3 separate regions of the Mus musculus genome follow, and all the other regions are linked to region 3. A link is a contact called in public Hi-C and HiChIP or PLAC-seq data. All regions are on one chromosome and are shown on one strand. Each heading gives the region's core, a stretch centred on a gene start, on an enhancer-like site or on the middle of the called end of the contact. The rest is flanking DNA. Distances are from core to core; before and after follow the strand shown.

The links. A called contact is a pair of places that touch in the nucleus more often than the background predicts. HiChIP or PLAC-seq counts read pairs in DNA pulled down with a chosen protein or histone mark.
Region 1: a contact with region 3 is called in an H3K27ac HiChIP or PLAC-seq map of extraembryonic endoderm stem cells. The contact joins the promoter of Gata4 here to the promoter of Pinx1 in region 3. A contact is called at or near these places in 1 of 115 datasets of contacts at active chromatin or transcription factors (extraembryonic endoderm stem cells) and 1 of 9 other capture datasets (embryonic stem cells).
Region 2: a Hi-C map of CD4 T cells shows a contact between it and region 3, with 5 times the contacts expected there. The contact joins the promoter of Neil2 here to the promoter of Pinx1 in region 3. A contact is called at or near these places in 4 of 39 promoter capture datasets (cranial neural crest, embryonic stem cells, hippocampal neurons and 1 more), 2 of 484 Hi-C or Micro-C datasets (B cells and CD4 T cells) and 1 of 115 datasets of contacts at active chromatin or transcription factors (embryonic stem cells).

The regions. Positions count from the first base shown.
Region 1 is chr14:63,242,121-63,246,658 of GRCm38.p6, reverse strand. Gata4 (GATA binding protein 4) reads left to right here and starts at 1,388. Exons shown (of 7, transcript NM_008092.4): 1 at 1,388-1,508.
Region 2 is chr14:63,191,611-63,195,975 of GRCm38.p6, reverse strand. Neil2 (nei like 2 (E. coli)) reads left to right here and starts at 2,451. Exons shown (of 5, transcript NM_201610.2): 1 at 2,451-2,552; 2 at 4,118-4,271. The coding sequence starts at 4,134.
Region 3 is chr14:63,857,965-63,862,053 of GRCm38.p6, reverse strand. It overlaps Pinx1 (PIN2/TERF1 interacting, telomerase inhibitor 1), which reads right to left and starts at 1,742. Exons shown (of 7, transcript NM_028228.3): 1 at 1,607-1,742. The coding sequence starts at 1,625.

The DNA of each region.
Region 1 (4,538 bases), core at 139-2,638, 620 kb after region 3:
CAGCACCCCTGACGGGCCTCAGTTTTCTCTCCTCTAGAGCCGCTCTGGACCTCGGGCCCCTTCGGTTTGGAAAAGAGAATTCCCCCGGCGCAGCCGTGCTCAGTCCTTCCTCTGGGATTTTCCTGAGATCCCCACGGGTTGGCCAAAGTCCCACGGGTTTTCCCTTTCAATTGGCTCGGCGTCCCAGCCTGTTCCTAGCGCCTGGGTTGCTTTTGCACTGGCGGGGCAATAGCAATAGCAATCTGCAGTCAGTCCTCGAACTGCGGGAGCCGGTGCCATCCCGAGCCTTCTCGGGCTGCACAGGGTTCTTACCAGGTGGTATTCCAGCCCTCTCCTGACCCCTCTAATCTTGTATTGGAAACCGGTGCCGGGGAGAGAAATGAGGGCTTAAAAGAAGAAAAAAAAAAGTTTAGCCCAAAGCGCGAGAGCCACCAGAGAGCTGTTATCTGCAGCTGAAGGCTGTGGTAATCGATGGGTTATTTTTACGCGGTAATAGGGCCCTGTGATTGCTCTATTAACCTTTAGACCTGTCTGAGGGACTCTCCCCTCACAGCTCCACTGCGCCAGGGCCTACAGGCACTGACGCCGACTCCAAACTAAGGTCTGGCACCCTCCCTACCCCCACCCTAGGGAAGGAACTACAGTCCTTGAATGGGCTCTAAGGTTAGAGACCAGGCTCCCCACCCCCACTTCATCCTTTTGATTGGACCCCAGTCGGTGAGGGCTACAGGGAGTGATGAGAAGGGACGGGAGACCGCAGGAGTGGGAAGAAGTGTCGGCGGCGAGGGGTGCGCGTTTTGTATAAATACATAAACTCCTGGGCTGGTGGAGGTTCTCGGCGCCTTGCAGTCTCCACCGGCTCGTGGGAAGGAGAAAAGAGCGCTTGCGTCTCTAGGCACTGACCTTAAGGGCCAGTTCAGGTTTTAGTGCCTCCTGACCCTCTCCCGAGCTCACTTCAAGGGCCCCGTAGATCTGAGGCTAGCAAGGCATCCCGGGTGACCCAGTGCCCCACCGGCGACCATGAGCCCAGTGTGCGAGGTCACCTTCTCCTCTACCAGCCCCGCCCCTTGAACAGGGCGCTGGACGTGGACCACTGAGAGTAGGGAGGAAAGAGAAGGAGAATAAACACGATCCTTGGCAGAGCAGCAAACCGCAAGGACGTCGGGCTGCACTGAGGGCAGAACGGAGCGCCCGGCACTGAGTGCTTTCCTTCCCCGAGAGTTCCGCGCGCATGGACTTTGCCTGTTGGGGGAGCTTTGGGAAGAGTCCTGCGGGCGGGCGCCGGGCGGAGGTGCTGCCGGGTCCGGGCTCCCCCGCCCCCGCCCTTGCACGTGACTCCCTTAGGCCAGTCAGCGCAGGCGATCGCTACGCGGGGGCCCGGGGAACCGCGCCGGGAGCAGGGGACAAGCCGGAGGCCCGCAGAGTGGCCGCCCGAGGCTCAGCCGCAGTTGCAGCTCCGCGGACTCACGGAGATCGCGCCGGTTTTCTGGGAAACTGGAGCTGGCCAGGTAGGGTTCCCCGAGTCCCTGCTCTTTTCCGGGGCAGGAGAAACTCACAAGTCCGCCGCCCTAGTTTGCCTGGAATAGGGAGGTAGGTAGCTGGGAAAGGAGACGCCGGTCACTCCAGTGCCCCCAGATTGGCTAAAAACTGCTCCGCTTTTGACTTTGGCCTAGCGAGGACTATTAAATCAAGTGAGACTGATTAGCAGCAAAAACTGATGGGTGCTGGAGAGGTGCGTTTGGATTGTTTGGGAGGGAACATGAATCCTTTTAATCCGTCCTGTTTGCAGATTCTCCAACTCTGCCTTCCATCCCACTGGCCAGGGCCCGTGTAATCTCTCTGACCGACTGACCCTGGACAGGCCGCATAGCCCACACTTTGGGGTGCAGATAGGATAGTGTCTCCAGCCTGCCACGCAGGGAGTGCAGAGTGGCAGTGGCAGGCAGCCCTGGGACCTGGGGGAGGGCTGGAGGCCCTTGGAGATAGGCTCGGAAACTTGCGGATCTCTTCTGCTTTCTGTCCAACCTCCTCAAACTCCTCTAGGGCTCAGGAATTGTGTGTGTTATGCACTGCTGAATACTACCCACATACACCGCTTTCGGGGAGAAAGCGACCCAGGGCCAAAACCCCGGCGGAAATCAGGGATAGTCTTGGGTAGTCGGCTCAAGCTCCCCTGATTCACGTATTCTATCGCTTGGATGTGACCCGGGAGAGTTGGCAGTTGTTACTCTTGGGGAAGAGATGTCTGGGTGATGAACTTTCACCAGGTGGAAGGAAAGAGGGGCTTTTCGGTTGAAAGGAAGAGGATAGTGAGGGACCCGAGGCAGTAAAGGATCCGGGGAAATAAGGCCGCGCTGCTGGGAAGCACCTCGGGAATTTATTTCCTGTACCTTTGGAAAAGGAAGGCAGCCAGGAAGGACGCTTCGGACATTAGAAGAAAGAAAGGTTACCTGGGGAGATTACGGAGGGTTAGTGTATAAGTTGGTTAGTGACCATTCTCAGTGTGGCGGGGACCGGAGAGACCCGCGGGAGCCTAAAGGAAAGACCTGTAAAAAGACACATTCCAGCGCGGTGTATTTTCTGACTCTCAAAAACAGGTTCCAGAAAAGCTGTGGACTAAATCCTGAAAAGAGAAATAATTTTCTTTCTGTTGGGGAACTTGGGATGAACGTTGTAGGGTGATTTGAAAGAGAGAGAAAAGTCTAGGCCAGGCCGGACTAGACTTAAGTGAAAAGATGGAGGTTACTGGGCCCCAGATCATAGATAGGCAAGAATCCACCCAGGAGAATGGTTTCTGGCCTTTCCAGAAAAGAGGGATATCTTCTCCACCTTCTATTGTTCTAGAAATTCAACATCAGGTTAAAGCATCACTCATTTGAAACTTCAGAGAGCTTCTGCCCACAAGCCTGCGATCCCAAACGGATTTAGTGCTTGCAGTTTTTCAGGCTTGCACATTAACACCACACGTATACTGTAAGTTAGATTACAGAATTCTAAATCTCTTCTTTTAACTGCTGTTAGTCAAGAAAAGAAAACGTGTATTACCTTAAAAAAATAACTTCCTGAGTTGACATTATAGAAAGTGTAATTAATTAGGACAACTACTTGACTTAAAAATTGAATGGTGGATTTTTTTTTTAATCAATGTAAATCTGCATAGTTGCTTATCGGAGTCCAGAGATTTCCAGAAAGTTTAAAACTTTATGCCTTTCTTTTTAAAGGGAAAAGTTGGTGATCTTAGGTCAAGTTTCTTGTATCCATCCTCCAGCCAAATTTGCTAGGAGGAAATGTCCAACCACTAAGCCGACAGTTTATTGTATTGCTAGAAGGAAATATTCAACCACCAAGCTGGTAGTTTATTGCACATTTTGAAGAAGTAAATATAAAACAATTTATCAGTCACCGTGTGACCGCACACTTTGTCATGATTTCCTTGTTGCTAGAGATGATGCAAAGATGGGGGAAACATTAGTGCATATACTAAATGCCCAATTCCAGAATTTTACAGTAATAAAGATGATGATTTATCGTAAGTATAAATTACATCCCAGGTACTCTCTTGTGGTGTAACCTGGAGATCTGCATTCATGGCTGTTGAATCATGTGTGTGCCTAAGGCTTCTAAGATCTGGTCATGAATGTTTTGTGTGTATTGCATTATAATACAGCCATAATCCTCCAATGACTGTAAGACACCTATAATATTTGCACTTTACAGATGAGGGACTGAAGTGTCGAAAGTTATTTATTCAGGAAGGGGACAGGCCCCAGGGTTTGTATCTAGTTCATTTAATATTACTGCAGATGCATCACTGACTAAAATAGAAACCAATCAAAAGTAGCTGCCTCTTCTCAAGGGGAATTGCAAATACTCAAAGTCCTCCAGTGCCCCACTTCAAGTGTCCGTTGATCTTCAACAAGTTTCACCTATACTGCAGTCTTGTCTTCAGTGAAACAATGAATGTAGACACCTTTACTTAATAGAGGTTCAGAGAGGAAGGATTGGAATTAACAGGTGTGTTAGGAAAATAGAGGGACACCCCCCCCCACACACACACACACCATAGTCTCTGGTAATGACAAAACCCAGGATGCCAGGAAGGATGCTGTTAAGCATCAAGAATCAATTCTGGTTTGGGTGGATCTTCAGTTCCACAAGAAAAAGTCATGTAGGGAGCACTTCCCAGAGTTCTGTAAAGTGGCCTTTTTCAACCCGCCTGCTTTTCTGGTCCCCATATATAGTCTGCAAAGTGTTTAAAATGTAACTATTTGCAGAAACGTGTGACTTGTCTGATTTGACACCCACATGATGCACAGTACGATTAAGGAGTTTCACAATCCTTTTTATGGTTTCACCAACACTTGCTCATTTATAAACATTTAGATTCTACCTCTAGGCGTTCGGTTTTTGGTTTTTTTTTTTTTTCTCTTCTTCTTTGTTTGTTTGGCTTTTTTGTTTTTTAGATTACAAACAAAACTTTCACGGGTTGCTGGTTTTTTTTTTATAAAGTTTGTTATCACCTCCGCCCAAACTACAGT
Region 2 (4,365 bases), core at 1,202-3,701, 670 kb after region 3:
CCACGTGGGGGCACAGACATTCGCTTCTCCCCTTTCAGCTCCGTTAGCAGGGTTTTCAAGCCCTTGATCTGAGATCAACACACAACCAAATTCTACTACTCAAAAGCACTAGTGTTTATTGAGCACTACTGCTGCCAGACACTGACAGCTTTAGCCAGCTTGAAGGAAACATTTGTACGTCTTTGCAAACATGGTTTGCACACAAAAGTACAGGTTTCAAGTCACATGTCGGAAATCACAGAAGTACTACGGAACCAAGATGTAAAACCTGTCTTTTGGATTCCAGAATTCCACTCCCGTGGAATAAGAACCTTACTATCTGTGGAGCCCCTGCACAGCCTGAGTTGAACAATCCTTAGCTTGTGAATGTTTCCTAACTAATATCTCAAGCATTCCCTCAACAAATGTGACTTCTTAGATCCATTCTCCAAGCCAGAGTGTGGTCTTTTAATAAATATACAAGCAGCATCAGTGCCAGAAAGGCACATCTCTGGTCCTGTGACAGATTTCTCATAACCTACACTTAAGCGTTTCTGGGTGACTCATATACGTATCAGGGTTTACAGAGTGTGGCTTTATGTCTGTAACACCATGACACAGATGTTCCATTTAAAGACCGGATTTAGATACTGTTTTCTCACAGCTAATGAAGCAGTCAGACTGGTTAAAGACTTTCCATGGTGACTTGCACAAGGTGTGTGTTCAGTAAACTGTACTTGTGATTATAAGTGACAGCAGCAAACTGTGAGCTGTTGGTTTTTCTCAGCTGCAAAGTCCCTTGGGCTCAGAAGAGATCTCTTAGGTGCACAGCTCCAATTCCACCAGATAAGGCAAGGCTTATCTTTAGGATATGGCTTATAGGTAGGTAGGAGTGTGTGTGTGTGAAAGCTGCCACAGGGACATACTGTATCCTGCAGAAGATGTGAGTCTCCCAAGATGCCAGATACCGAAAGTGGGAACACATGCCCCGGTCCTTATATACACAAAAAGAAGGGACCCCCTCCTGCAAATGTCGCACCTTCAAGCTCACCCTCTGCCTTGAGGGGAGCTTTGTACCTCTGAGATACTAGAGGCCTCCTCTCCTTACTTCCTATTCTTGCCCTACAGTCAGCGATATGGTAGAAGGCTAGCTGAACCCCTCCTTGAAGCAGGGCTGTCTCCCCCATGCCGGCCAAGTTCAGAGACTGACACCTTAGCCACTTCCGAAGGCCACGGAGTTCACCAAAGGTCTCTTGACATCCTGTACAGTGCTGGCTCCAACCGTTCTTGGCGACCTATTTTTTGAATAACCTGGTATCATCTTTAATCTCTTAAGAAAACACTTCAATACACAACGTTTTAAAAGCGTATAGTATAAACTCAAAGATGATTAAAATAATACAAAGCAAAAGTAAATAAATCTCACTCTTTAAAAGTGTTACAGGCCAGGTGTGCTAGCCGTGTTTAAAAATCCCAGTACTAAAGGAACTAACTTTGTCGGTTCATGCACGAGTTCAGGACTAGCCAGGCTTTGTCTCAAAAATACAAAACCCATACAAAAAAACCTTCGCGAAGGGTGTGGAGAAACTGAAATGTCTGCCTTGGCCTGAGCCACTCAAGACCTTTGGATTCTGAGCGCTTGCCTATTCTCAGTACCAGTCCACTCTTTCCCAGGCAAGCCTGGGAGAGGAAACGGGGAGACTTGAGATGGGGAGGGATAACTCAGAGGTATGGTGACTCTGGAGGGTAGGCGAAGGTGCTCCCAGAGTTATTTCCCAGAGAAAGAGCTTGAATCACGGTGGTGGTTTCAGGAGGGGAGAGGGAGGGGGCGATGGTAGGGGTGGGGAGACAGAGAGATGAGCCTCCAGTGGTCACCCCGGGAAGGAGACCGCAACATCCCTCCTACTTGCAGGGGGAGCCCAAGTAGAGATGCCTCCATCACCCATCCCGAAGTGAACCCCCACCTGCAGCGCCTCCAGGGAAGAAACCTGAAGCTCCTCATCAGGGATGTACCCCACCTTCAGCATCTAACAGGAGAGGAATCCGCAGCTCCCCACCCACCTCCAAGACCAGCTCGGCCCGGGGGAGGAGCCCTTGAGTCCAGGAAGTAGCTTCCGGTCCCCTCCGGGGAGGAGCCAGCGGAACCCCAGCTACCGGGCTACGGACCCCGTGCGCTCCAATGGCTGAACTCGTCCTCCCCGCCCTGGTCTGGAAGGCGCAGGTGGATGGTGACTCCTGCTGCGACTGCTGGGAGCGTACATCTTCCCGGGACCCACCTGGGGCTGCGTCAGCCTCCTCCCTGCCCTCTGTAGCCCACACGTGCACGTAGTTAACACTTGTTTTCACAGAAAAATTAAGCAGTGTCTCTTCTGGACATGCGCAGCCTGGTTGTAAGTTTGTTTTTGTTGATCACGTTGCCTTCCGACTCCCTGAGCCCTCGTGACCCTCATGTGTTCCCTCCCCCTTCGGAAGGGTTAGGAAACGCTGTGGCCTAAGACTTTCTCCTGGCTCCTGGAGAAAAGGGACCACGTCCTGCGCAGCCTGGCCACCTCACCCTAGCGACGAAGCCCAAGGTTCTCTCTCATCAGCTCTTCCCATTCTTTTCCTGTCCATCAAACCATACCTAGGGGCGGAGAGTTGTTTGTCTGTTTTGAGACAGGGCCTCTGTGTAGTTGTGTGGCTGGCCTTGAGGGATTAAAGGCTTGCCGGAGAGATTTAAGATTAGGGCTGCATGCTGCATCATACTGGCGGTATTTTCCAGAACTTTCTCTGCCGGTAGCCAGGAAGACTGAACTTAGAGGTGGTTAGGGTACCAGTGCCTGGCAAGCTGGCTTCCAGCCCGGCAGCTTTCCCTGAAGGTCAGAGTAGGTGAACTGTTACCACATTTCCGAGTGTGTGAATGGGAATCTAAGCGCAAATGAATTTAGTTAAGCATCGTTGAGGCCGTAGCCCAGTTGGTAAAGGGATGCTTGCAAGATGCCCTGGGTTTGAGCATAAACCAGGGGTTGTGATGTGCTGGAGACCACTCATACACAGTGGCCTCTAGGCCAGCTTGGCATTTGAAATATAGGCAAACCTGTCTCAAGATAGAAAGAAAAATCGCATAATTGATTGTGTTATTTATGAAGCTACGAGAATTTTCAGGATGTCTGGGGCATCCTGATTCTTCGATTAAAGTATATTTTAAATGTCTTAGTAGGGAGGAAGTTGTATATGGCTCACACTTGGGAGACTGAGGCAGAAGGATTGTTCAGAGTTCAAGACCAGCCTGGGCTACAGAGTGAGGCTTAACAGCCACCCTGGCTTTTAGAAACACTGCAATAATAACTACCCGCTGTATGCCTTTGTTGATTTTTACCTCAATTTATGAGCGTGGTGTTGGTAAGTGGCGGGTGAGGTTAGGTAGAGCTTTGAGTGGGGGATGGGAGGACAACGCCTGCTCAGTAAAGTCTGGGTGTAGGCTACCCAGGCGATCTCATCCTGGTGGCTCCCGGTGACTTTGGATGGTTGAGGACAGAGAGGGGAGGGGTGACGTGTAGACCTGCCTGGCTGCTGTCTACTTGTCATGCTTCCGAGTTCTGCCAGCACTGTGGTTACAGATAGAGAACCATTTCTAGAGATCACATAACTAGTTCCGATCTCCTTTACCTGAGGTGGTCCCGAGAGAGCCAGATCCAAGTATGGATCAGTCAGAAGAGAGTTGGAATGAACGTTTGAGGACAGCTAGGACTACGTAGTTTCAGCTCACCTAGAGCTATGGAGTAGCAAGACTCTGTCTTAACCAACCAAACAAGGAGTGGCTGACCACTGAGGTGGCAGCACCTTCGAAGTAGACAGTACCTGCTACGTGACATCTAGCACACTATAGTGATTAGTATTTGCTGTGTGGTTAAGGCTGAGGGGCCAGGAAGAGAAACCATTGCTGAGAAGCCCTTATCCCTTTCCCAGCTCAGTCTTCTCTGAGGTTTGACCCTCCCCCCCCATACACACACACACACACCACACCTCAGTTCAGCTGGTTTTTGGCATCTATATTCTTAAAGTGGGTGGCCCAAACTCACTCCTTGGGGTGCCACACTGGTCATCAGACATGCTGGGCTAAGGGAAGGCCAGGCTAAGTCAGGGGTCTCCTTTGTAGCTTTCTACCGGCAGAGATGCCAGAAGGGCCATCTGTGAGGAAGTTTCACCATCTTGTCTCCCCCTTTGTGGGCCAGAAGGTGGTCAAGACGGGGGGCAGCAGTAAGAAGCTCCACCCTGCCGCCTTTCAGTCTCTGTGGCTCCAGGATGCTCAGGTGAGTCTTGCTTCCCCAGGTCTCACACAGCTGTGCTGGTTCACCCCACCTCCCCTGGAGACATGTAGCCTTGAAGATGGCTAGTGGTATCCTT
Region 3 (4,089 bases), core at 493-2,992:
GAATCTGAACCTAAAGGTGAGGCCAAGTAAGAAATCCGGAGATTGAATGTCATTACTGCTAACCCATGGCATTCATTGAAGCACACTAACATCAATGGCCTCAAAACTGAAAAAGATCACAACATCTACTCAAAAGAGCTCACTGTGTTGCACGTAAAATCAGTAGGGATCCTTATCTATAAACACCCCAGCAAAACCAAGAAACACTATAAGCATGCAGGCCGGGGGTGGGGGAGGGCACCACAAAGCAAACTGAGTTGTGGATTCAAATTTGCAGTGCTATACCTGGGGAGGGAAAGCTGATCCAAAAACTTGTTCCATAGATACCAGCTCAACAACCTGGTATATAATATACTCAGCACAACACTGTCTTGCTCATGAGCACAGCAAAGACAGCCATATTAACCAGTGCTCTGCATGTGTGTGTCAGACCCATGTGTGGAGAATGCCTGCCAAGGGTTGCTGACCAAGGTTTGTAAGGAGCCCGCCTCTCCCCTAAGAAAGGCATCCCTGTCACATACTGACCCAAGATGCACTGCCCTGCTGCATAAAGAACTGGCTGTCAGGTCACTTGTTCATCCTGTATACCACTGACATTCCAAACTAGATTCATCCAGTTACCTCACTAAAATCTTTAAAGCCTGGGTGAGGCAGAGACTAGTTCATTTTCATGGAAGTAGAGACCAGGTGAACTGCCAGGAAGAGGGATCTACCTAGAAAGAGCAGTTTCCAGTCTATAACCTATTGAGCTGCCTTCAGGAAAAGCAGTGTGCTCCACTAAAACATGCTTTGTTCTAAAACGCCACAGTGACTTTTTTTGTTTGTTTGTTTTGTTTTTTCGAGACAGGGTTTCTCTGTGTAGCCCTGGCTATCCTGGAACTCACTCTGTAGACCAGACTGGCCTCGAACTCAGAAATTCGCCTGCCTCTGCCTCCCGAGGGCTGGGGTTAAAGGAGTTCGCCACCACTGCCCGATAGACACGATGGCATCTTTTAAAAAAGAAAATAATATGTTTATGTTCTTTGATAGCTACACAACTTCCAGGAAAAGTTAAAAGCCAGTTCTTTGTGAGCATCACACGACTGCCAACTGGTGGCAAGAATCCATAGCTACACGTAGTCTCATTCAGGAACAAAGTAGCTTCTGGGGAGGGAATTAGTGGACTTCAGAGGCTAACCACAGCTACTATCTCTCAGTCTCGATTAAAACCATTCATCAGCCTGCACTCCGGTCAAGAACTTATCACTGCCTGACACTTGTAATCCTTCTGCTTTTTTCCTCTGGGTCCAATACATTTTGGACAGTTGGAATTCAGGGCCTGAAGCGATGCTATGGGACCTATCTTTGTGAAACCCCAGGACACTTGGTTCGAGCCTGGAAAAGTGAAAGAATCTCCAGGAACAACAGTCTGAGACTCGGTGTCCTGAATGTCGGAATGCACGCGTGCGCGCACGACCCGAGCCTTTAGTACCAGGAACTGAGTCTGCGGGACGTTGCTGTTCTCTGTCCCTCGCGGGCCCGGCAGTCACTGCTGTCCCCACTCGGGCCTGAACACCCGCGCCCCCGTCATCCCATCACCCGGTCGTCCAGCTCGGCAGACACTCACGCTCTGCTAGCATCGACATTGTCTCAAGTTTGTCGAACGCTGCCTCTGGCCTGACGCCCAGCGGTTATGAGGAACCTGAAGCGCGGTTAAGGAAGAAGCCGGCTCGGAAAGCACGCCGGGTGGAGAGCTTCGCTGGGGCGCGTACTACTGACGTCACCACGCGCGACTCGCTACCAACTGCATGAAGCGGAGGGGCGGACCCGCCTTGGGGGACTGAGGCACAGATTCTTTCTAGGGCTGGGGCAGAGCTGGTTCGTGCGCAGTTCGCAGTTTAACTCTGAAAGCGGGTGTGCAAGCAACCTTAGAGTTGTCCGGGGTTCTGTGAACCATGGGTACATTTAAAGAGCTGGAGAGACGGCCGAAGAGGAAGGTATTGGCACTGGAAGGGACCTATGCTCTTCACACTCTACCTCTGCCCATTGTGGGATGCTGAGAGAGGAGGGAGGGAGGGAGAGAAGGCAGAAACAGCCACCTAGCTGGCAAAGTCAAATGAAACACCGTGGTTTTGTGCTTAACGGCCGGCCGAGAAATGTTAACTCTTTCGTGGTCTTCGCTGTGACAGACTTAAATCCCAGAGGCCTTTCCCAGTTCCATCGCTCTCCCTGGCATTTTTGCTCAATGCGTCCTGTCACATTCTGTTCCCTCTTTTTGCTGTCCTGTCTCCTCCAAAGGTGTGACCTCAGCTATCTCCCACGCTGTTTATTTGCCCTTTTTTCCTCTAGCCTCTCCCTTCAACGTCCCTTTCTTTGTCAAGGCTTCGACTTCCAAATAGACCTTAGCTTTTCTCAAATCTTCTTTGTTTAGCCATGCCTTCAGCACCGGCCAGTGCCCTTACCTTCCAAAGGCTCTTCTTCCCTCGTTTTGTCTTTCCTTAGGAAGGTCACATCCATTTTTCATCAGACCTAACAAGATACCATGTAGACCCCCGATGCACTCAGGGCAACTCTTCTATGATGCAGTGTGCTGGTGAAATAGGGCTGTGCTGGAGGACCTGAGAATCAGGCATGACTGTCACGTTTACCTACCTGTAAGATGAGGACATTGATAGCCCCCAGCCAAGAATGATTGTGTACTTGACCACCAATTATTAACAAGAAAGAAGAGGCAGTAAATGTGACCGTGTGGCAATGGGGCTGGGTCTGACCAAATCACCTACTTAGGATATCTGGGCTTTGCCCCAAATCCTTTCCCTTTCCCTGGGCCAGGGTTCCTGTTCTAGATAACCAAGCCCAAGCCCAGGTAAACGGTGAGCTTTAAAGAAGGAGGGCACACAGGAGCATTTCCTCACATTCAGTGAGGACACCAGCTTTGATGTATGACCCCTCACTCCTCTCTAAAAGATCTTTACAGGACAAGGCAGATTCACCAAAGAGTAGAATTCCTGGTGAGTGTCCCTGGATCACAGCATCAGCTACCTTTGAAAGTCTTTGTCCTTTGTTTGTTTGAAAACATCTTTGGGGAGCATCGTAAACTTCTATTGTCCATTAACCCCAGTTTAAGAAGAATTGGAGGAGCAAGTGTGGAGAGGACAGAAAGGAAAGTATGCAATCCACGCAGCCCTGGAGTCTGAAGCAAGTTTATTAGGGCACTGTATGGAACCTGTTTCTATCCTGGCTTTGCCTAGAGCAGAAACTAGTCTTGGTGATTAAAAAAAAAAAAAGTAAGCTAGTAAATTATTTAATCATTGTAGAAATAAAAGGCAACCGGAAAAGTTCCTGAGACTGTCAGTGTGAAGTTTAGCATGCATTATGTAAAAAATATTCTGTAGCTGTGAGAGTGAAACTCCTGCTCTCTGCTAAATCCTCAGTGATTCTCCGGGAAGAGAGCAGGTTGACATGATTCATTTGTGCCTTCTACCGTCATTCCTCTTTCATTATTAATATTGGCTAATGGGGCTCGGAATTCAGCCATGTGTAGCCTGAACCTGACTGAGCAAGGGGTCGCCGTATCCTTTCCTAGAGCTAGCCATGGTGTGCTGTTCCCAGGAAGAAAGACTGTGCTGAGTGGAATTCCCGAGTGGAATTCCCGATTCAAGGTGACTTTTTTGAAACATCAGAGGTAAAAAGTAAAAGTTGTCACAGCTCAAAACAGAAAAAGAAAGATGGGCAAAGGGAGAGGGAGGTTAGAAACGGGAATGGCTCAATCGATGCTTGTCTTGTCGTCAGAAAATATGCTCATGCTTGCTTCTTTACTACACAGAATGGCCAGGGGCTGATAAGAGGTCAGTAACCTCCTAGGGATGGGGTGCATGGCAGCAGTTGGCCCTGGTAGCTTCGGGGATTGTTAGCAATAGTCCCTCCCACAACTGGCAGGGACATGGAAGCTCAGAGAGAAGAGCAGACCCACTATAAGGAGACTAACTCATGGGCTGAAACCTTCACCCCCAAGGAGATGGGATGAGGAAGTGGTGCCTTTAAGGGTGTGTGTGCATGATCATGACCAAGGAGCCTCAGGATGGGATTGGTGCTTTTCAGAGAGAGAGA